Regions from separate parts of the Sus scrofa genome. Here region 2 is linked to region 1. Evidence: chromatin contacts called from public HiChIP or PLAC-seq data. All regions are on one chromosome and are shown on one strand. The core of a region is the stretch at or near the end of the contact, and the rest is flanking DNA. Distances in the headings are between cores, read along the strand shown. Region 1 overlaps NME7 (nucleoside diphosphate kinase 7). Region 2 overlaps NME7 (nucleoside diphosphate kinase 7).

Region 1 (3,890 bases), core at 1,327-3,826:
TCTTTGGTGTTCTTTTATTAGCCTAACTAAAGTTTTATTGATGTTAACTATTTCAAAGAAACAATTTTTGGTTTCATTGATTTTATTGATTGTTTTCAGCTTCCTATTTTATTTGTTTCCACTCCAAAATTAATTCCCATTCTTCTTCTTATTTTAGGTTTACTTTGTTTGTACTTTTCCTTTTTCTAGTTTCTTAAGGTAGAAGCTTAAGTTACTGATTTGTAATCTCTTTTCCAGTGTATGCACTTCTCCTTGATTTCTTAATGTTAAAGTACCCTAAAATTTGGTCTTTAGACCTTTTATAACTAGCTACACTAACTCTCTTGATGATCTTGTCTGGTCTCAAGGCTTTAAATACATCCCATATACTGACAGCTCTCAGGCTAGAACTCTCCCAAATTTTAGGGTCATATAGCCAACTGCCTCTTATATTAGATATTAAATATTTCCAATTTAATGGGTTCCAAACTAAATTCCCGGTCCAGCCCCATACCAAATTTGTTCCTTCATCATTCCTCCACAGCTCTGTTAATAGTTACTCCACCCTTCCCATTGCTTAGGCCATGATCCAAGGGCCAACTTTTAACTCTATCATTGACTGATTCTTTCTCTTAGACCTCAGACCTAATCCATTAGGAAATCTTAATAGCTCTACCTGCAAAATGTATACATTCTAATCACTGCACTACCTCCATTGCAATCACACTACTCCAAGCCACCATACTCTCACCTAGATTATACCTTATAACTGGTCTCTCTACTTCCGTCCTTGACTACTGCCCCCAGCCACAACTATTCTCAAAAAAACAGCCAAGGAGATCTGGTAAAAATGTAAGTTTAACCACCTCACTCCTCTGCTTAAAACTGTAGACTCAGACTTCCTATTTCTATCAGAATAAAGTCAACCCACATTCAATGGCATGCAAGATCTGGCCTCTAGTTGCCTGTCTAATCTCATCTCCCACAACTGTCACTCTAGCTTACTGCGCCAGAGCTACACTGTTACTTGAACACACGGCATTCTCTACCTAAGAGCCTCTCCACTGGCTGCCTATTTCCTGGAATACTTTTTCTCCAACATCTGCATGGCTCATCCTTTCTCACTCTCAAGTGAAAAATAGTCTCATTATTATCTTCCCTACCAACTCTGGCCATGTCCCTCTAAATTACATCCACCACTATTACGAGCATCTCCAGTGTTCATCACCATGCTCATTTTTCCCCTACAGCATTTAACACTTTCAAATATTATGCATATTATAATAATATGCTAATTATTTACTGTATAACTCCCTCAAGAGTATGTAAGACCTGATAGGGCAGGGATTAGTGTCTGTTTTGTTCAAGGATATACCCCAAGGGACCAGGTATATGCATAGCATATTATTGTTAAATATTTCTTTAAACAATTTATTTAAATAATTTATTTAAATATTTATGGTATTATTAAATATTTGTTGAATGAATAAATAAACTTAAAAAGCAGAACTTATCCAGTGGCCAGTATCAAATAAAAATTTATTAATGCCTAAAAAGCTGAATTTATTTATTTCTCCATTCTTTCAACAAATATTGAGTTCCTTCTCTTTGCCAGGCACCACAGCAGACACTGAGGATATTCAAAACAGACAAGGCCCTGTTGACACTGAGCTCACTTACGACTTTCTGTGTCTCCTCCTAGCACTTTAAAAAAATGGTATAATTCTTTGGAGTTCACACTGTGGTGCAGTGGGTTAAGAATTCAACTGCAGTGGCTCAGATCACCCTGCGGCTTGGTTTCAATCCCCTGCCCAGCGCAGTGTGCCAAAGGCAATGTAGTCTCCACTGAGGCTCAGACTCAATCCCTGGCCTGGGAACTTCCATATGCCATGGGTGTAGCCATAAAAAAAAAAGTATAATTCCTGTAATAATAAATGTTATAAAGACAATACAATGCATAAGTAAATGTGTTAATGATTAGGGACAGAGAGCTTCCTTCAACTAGAATAGAGTGTAAAGCCCTCTGGGAAGAGATGTTATTTAAGGTAAAACCAAAATAAGTAGAAGTCAGTCACAAAGAAATCTGGGGTGAATATTTCAGAGACAAAACATATAAAGCTTTAAAGGGGAGGGGGAACTTATGAATTCAAGAAAAAAAAAATAGCTGATACGATCTGAAGGTAGTGGTAGAGAAGCAGATATGGTGGGGAGGCAGTCTACCTCCACTGTGGGGCCCTAAATCCACCCTGACATTTTTAGCAATTTAGACGCATCTTAGAATGTTATTTTTATATCACCTCTCTCTTGTGCTCTTCTCTCTTTTCCCACTGGGGAAAATGCCAATGGTACTGAGTGTCAGTACCAGTGAGTCAAAATCTGAGAAGCCTGTTCCTTAGCAGACCTGGTACTTTTGTGCAAATCAAAAAAAGTTGGACTTTCCTTGTAACATTTTCTGTCATATATTAAAATATATATATGTGATAAATAAGCATATCTGCAGTTCACTTGCAGTTGTGTCGTGCAACATGCACAGCAGCATGTAGGGCCCTAGTTGCAAACCAAAGTGGTTCCATTTTTCCTCTGCTTCAAATACTGAATGCTGTAGATGCTAAATATACACACAGTTCTGGATACTTTGCTATTATTAGTATTCAGCATTAACTACGGTTGGCTACTGATTCTTAGCATTAGCCTCAGGTGAAAAGGAATGAGTACTCTTTGAGAATCAGTCATTGGAGAAAATACTATGTGCACGCTCAAAAGATGCAGATTCAAGGGGCTGTAGGCATGAATGTACTTCTGTAAAAGTGGATAAAGCCGTGACTATATCATCAAGTGTTAGAAGTACTGATTATCACACAGTCTATCTGAAAAGCTGTATATTAGAATAATCTATTCTACCTTTTGAAAACTTTGACCTATATTATTTCATGTGACTCCTGGGTTATCTTAATTTAGTAGTTTTAGGTTTCCTTTAAATAAAATAAAGGATATTTTGGTGGAGTAATATATTCTGCAAAACCATTTTCAAGTTTAATCCCAAAGGGGGCCATTTTCATTATCTAGGCTTCAGTTTCCTAATTTATGAAACGGAAAAGTATGTGTCTTCATCTTCATGAGAAATAATCTGTGATACTATGTCCTTTCTAGATGAAGAGCATTCATATGCCACATCAATATGATTAAAATTAATAAGCAACTAATAATATTCATAAAGGAGATGGTGCCTGAAAGAACGTGTCCAGCAATGAAGGACTGCCACCTAGTGTTCAATGTGGGTTTCAGCATATCCAGGCCACACAACCATTTAACAAACACCTCTCAACCATAGCCCTGTAATTATGTATTAAATCATGGTAATTCTGCAGAGGGCCTAGTTCAGTGTCAAAATATGAATTATGACTTTTTGAATAAAATTTGTATCACTCATATGCTCTATAAATTGAGTTTACAAAAGGAAGTAAACAGTCTTCACTTCTGACTACAAAAAAAAAAAATTAGAAATTTACTCCTAAAAATTTAAAAAAATAGTAAATATCTTGGCCCCAATTTCAGTAGGCTAGAAAGAGCCTGGGATTTCAGGCTAAACAGATTCAAATCAGAACCCTGTCAGTTAACAGCAGTATAACCTTGGGTGTCTTTTATTTTTATTTTTTTTGTGTGTGTGCGTCTTTTCTAGGGCCGCATCCACAGCATATGGAGGTTCCCAGGCTAGAGGACTAATTAGAGCTGTAGCCGCTGGCCTACACCACAGCCACAGCAATGCCAGATCCGAGCTGCATCTGTGACTTACATCACAACTCACGGCAATGCCAGATCCCCAACGCGCTGAGCAAGGTCAGGGTCGGAACCCGCGACCCCATGATTCCTAGTTGGATTCGTTAACCACTGAGCTACAATGGGAACTCCCT
Region 2 (4,152 bases), core at 297-2,796, 170 kb before region 1:
CTGAATCACAATCTTCAATAAGATCTCGAGGGGTTTTCTGTGTACATGAAAGTTGAGAAAGAACAGTGTTAGATCATTTTGGGGATACTGGAGATACTGAAAAGGTATAAGACAGGTCTCCTAATTAGTATCTAAACCAGGGGGTGAGGAACATTCATAAAAGAAAATTATACAAGGAGCACACATATCTACTTCCAGATAAGACGTATGGACGATGAGTGAGAGGAGTTCAAAGGATGGCAAAAGTTACTCAAGGTTGGGGCAATTTGTGGTGTCTTAAAGGAAAAACAGTACATGAAAAAGAAGGAAAAAGTAAATATGGTATACTCAACCCTCCTCCGGATAAATTTACTCTCTAGCGGTTTTGTAACTATGATATAACTGGTGCTCTGAGGAATGAGTAGAGTCAGGAGAGAAATGGTTAGCAGTCATATGGTCTTGTCCAAACGTCCACAAGAATCTGCTTCTTAAGACATCTGTTCCACAGGAAAAGGTCCTTGAAATCTGGTTCTATCCAAAATGTTCAAGAGTGCATCTGGTTCACGCCAAATCATTTTGAAAGGGACAAATACCAAGGACATTTTGGCATGGCCCAAATGCCTTATGGATATTTTGGCCAGGACCGAATAGTCTTGCAAATATCAAGGACCTTTTGGTAGAGACCAAATGTCTACTGAATGTATTAGACAGGACAAAGAGAGAAAACAACTCATAGCAACTTGAAAATAGCATATCAGTTAGGCGGCAAAGCTTCAGAAGATAATGGAGCGAGGAATCTTGAGAGATAACATTGGCTAATTCTGAAATGTACAATCTTCTCTGAGAACAAGCTTTTTTAAAAATCCATATCATATATATTTTACTTTTTACATTAAATGTCTCAAATTTGGGTTTTACTTAGAGTATATGGAAACCTTGTCTTGAAGCATTACTGAAAGGATTTCATAGTAAAGTACAGAATTATATATATATATATATATATATATATATATATAGAATTATATATATATATTATGAGTTATTTATATTTTAATTAAGTGCTTTCAAAAAGATCATGCCTACACTTAGTACAGAGGAGCAATGATTATTGTTTTGCTATCTAATGTCACCAATCAAAAATCAATATTCAAAAGTGAATGGGTAATTAATTTTGTGCTACCCATTCACTTTTCTGCACTTTTTTTTAAGGGTCCCTGAAGTCCTTCTCTTTGGCCTTGCAAGTGCTAGGACAGTCTCCCTGAGATATAAATAAAATGCCTTTCTAACGACATCCTGAGAACACCATGGCTCAGTACAATTCATGCCAAGTGTAACTGATCCTGTGCTCAAACTTGGCACCGGTGTCAGTGGCTTTTACCAATAAGAGACTGGTAAGGTGGCAGGCTCTTAGGTGTCCAAAAATGGTAATTTCCCAGGGACTCAAGGTTTAATTTTTTTTTTTCTTTCCATCCTGACACAAAGCCTACTGTCTCTAAGTAATACCACTAGCAGCTGACATTTGAAACTGACAAGCAGCACATGTGCATTAGGAAGATAAGGCCTGGCACATGGTGCTGCGACCTCTTGGGATTTTGGAAAGCTAGCAGCTCCAGCTAGTGGCGATGCCCCATCTCCAGTGTGCACTGCTTTGGGAAAACTCTAGCCCTTCCTTCTGACTGTGATGTGGACATGTCTTATTGGAACATGGTTATTTTTGAAGAAAAACAAAACAAGTGATCTTCTCTATGAATGAAAAGAAAATGGAAAGAAAAAAGAGGTAAAATGTTAAGCTATGAGAGCTTAATGGAAACAGTATTATGTCATAGAAAACAGTTAATGCAGCCAAAGGGAGATAAAGGAATCAATACAAGAATATTTTTTGAAAAAAAAAAAGGAAAGGAAATGGCAGGGAAACAAGAGACTCAAAGGAAAAACTCTTCGTGGGAAACATTCAGAAAAAAAGTACTGGAAAAGGGTGAGGCCAAGGATGCCGATGTGAGGAAGGGGGAAATGGAAACCAGCTAAATGCCAAAATTACATAAAAGAAAGAAGAAAAAGTTCATGGTTCATAATGAAACAAAAAAAGATAGTTATCAAAATTTCCCAATCCCTGTGGGGACTAAGGTGGCACATATGGAGTAAAGGACAAGGGACAAGAAGCTGGGGGTGGGTATAGAGCAAAAGACACAAGACTTCACCGCAACAGAAGATGCTAGGGCCTGAGGAGCAAGAAAGCCAAAAACCTTCCTAAGAAAAAAAATTCAAAACACTGAGAAGAAAGTCAGGAAAAGTGCCAAGCCTAAAATAATACACAGGAAAGTGTCTTCAAAAAAGTTAAAAATTTTACAAATGATAGTTTCATGATGGGTTATGGAAATAATTGGAATGTCATAAAGCTAATTTTGAGATAGATGTTTAGAATGACACCACTCTCATATTTAAAATATCTATTGGTACCATTGTCACAGACAGAAACTATCCTGAAAGGGCCAGAGACTGACCCAGCAAGAGAATTATTCTCTTAGGTGCTTTGTGGACATTCAAAAAGTTTCTTGCGCCATATTCAATTATAATTTGGAGAAATGATGTTATTGAGATTTTGAATCATAAAAAAAAAATTTAAGATGGAACCAGGCAAAACAGAGTTCAAATCCTGACATTAATTTTTAATAGGGATATGTTCTTTGGGGGAAAAAAAATTAATGGATTTTTTTAAGTTTTAAAATAAGCCTCTCTGAGCCTTAATTTCATTTTTCGACTATAAAATGGGCACTAGAAAATTGACTGTGAAAGGAATCTAGGATAAAGCATATCCAGTTTCTGGATGAATGACTGGATACAGAGGCCATAATAAAAGTACACTAAATATGTATTTAAGCAATAGAAAATGGAAATGTAATTAATATTTTCCCTCCACTAACATTCATTTTTCAAAAAAAAAAAAAATGTATAATGAGTACCCTTCCCGATGTATCAGTGAGAAAACAAAAATCCCTTCCTTCCTGGGGTTTATGTGCTAGTGGGTGAAAACAAAAAATAAATGTGTTCAATAATAAATGATACACTGTGTTTAGAAGCTAATACTTATTATAGAAAAACATAAAAGAAAACAGGGTAGGATAAGCAATTGAGAATGTCAGGGCATTGCAGCTACACAGGGCAGGGAGTTTGGGGCAGGTTAGACCTCCTTAATCTGAGACGTCCAAGCACAAGTGCTACTAAGCACACATAACTCATGTAATGAAGTACCAATTTGGACTTCTGTAAGTAAATTATATATGATACATGGATGGCATTTTGCTATTGATGTTATCCAAAGGCTTAATTAAATGAGCTATATTTACTAAGAGTCTTCCCTTGAAATACTCTAACAATCATATTTCTATTTTTCATGTTACTCTTAATTTCTCTTCTGCGAATCTGAAGAAAATGAAAACACTCATTTGGCAAGATATATGCATTTCAATGTTCACAGCAGCATTATTTACAACAGCCAAGATAGGAAAGCAACCTACATAGCCATCAACAAATGAATGGATCAATATGTGGTGAATACAATGGACTACCAGTCAGTCACAAAAAAGAATTAAATTTTGCCATTTGTAATAGATGCACCTGGAGGGTTTTATGCTTAGTGAAATAAGTCAGAAAGAAAAAGACGAACACTGTATGTTTTTACTTATATGTAGAACATAAAAAATAAAACAAATCAATATAGCAAAACAGAAAAGATTTACATAATAGAGAACAAAAAGGTAGAGGGAAGCAGGGAGGTACAATATAGGGTTAGAGGATTAGGAGATAAAACTGCTATGTATAATATAAATAAGCTACAAGGATATATCATGCATCAAGGAAATACAGCCAATATTTTATAATAAATACAAATGGAGTACAATATACAAAAATGTTGAATCACTGTTGTATAGCCAAAACTAATACTATAAATCGACTAAACTTTTTAAAAAATAAAAGCATAGCTATTTATTTTGACTTTGTAGTGGCATTTCTTGTTAAGTCCATGCTCACTGTCAGTCTTCAGAGGCTGTGCTTCTCAAAGCACTCCCTATTTTCCTGTTGTCTTATTTTACTTATTTTCTGTTGTCTGTTTCCCCATCAGAACAAAAATTCTGTGAGGGCAGGGATTTTTGTATTTTTTTTTAACTGCATTAA

The links. HiChIP or PLAC-seq counts read pairs in DNA pulled down with a chosen protein or histone mark.
Region 2: a contact with region 1 is called in an H3K27ac HiChIP or PLAC-seq map of skeletal muscle, with 4 times the contacts expected there. The contact joins two enhancer-like sites. A contact is called at or near these places in 1 of 47 Hi-C or Micro-C datasets (skeletal muscle) and 1 of 2 datasets of contacts at active chromatin or transcription factors (skeletal muscle).

Annotation. Positions count from the first base shown.
Region 1 is chr4:81,653,502-81,657,391 of Sscrofa11.1, reverse strand. The region is part of intron 1 of NME7 (nucleoside diphosphate kinase 7); the gene reads right to left. Among named protein-coding and RNA genes, the nearest start is that of NME7, 16 kb to the right of the region's middle. Within about 2 kb of position 2,576, at least 3 of the 83 cell types and tissues checked have an H3K27ac peak or open chromatin away from gene starts, as enhancers often do. A contact at or near this core is called in skeletal muscle, where this site is marked.
Region 2 is chr4:81,821,940-81,826,091 of Sscrofa11.1, reverse strand. The region is part of intron 11 of NME7 (nucleoside diphosphate kinase 7); the gene reads right to left. Among named protein-coding and RNA genes, the nearest start is that of ATP1B1, 110 kb to the left of the region's middle. Within about 2 kb of position 1,546, at least 7 of the 83 cell types and tissues checked have an H3K27ac peak or open chromatin away from gene starts, as enhancers often do. A contact at or near this core is called in skeletal muscle, where this site is marked.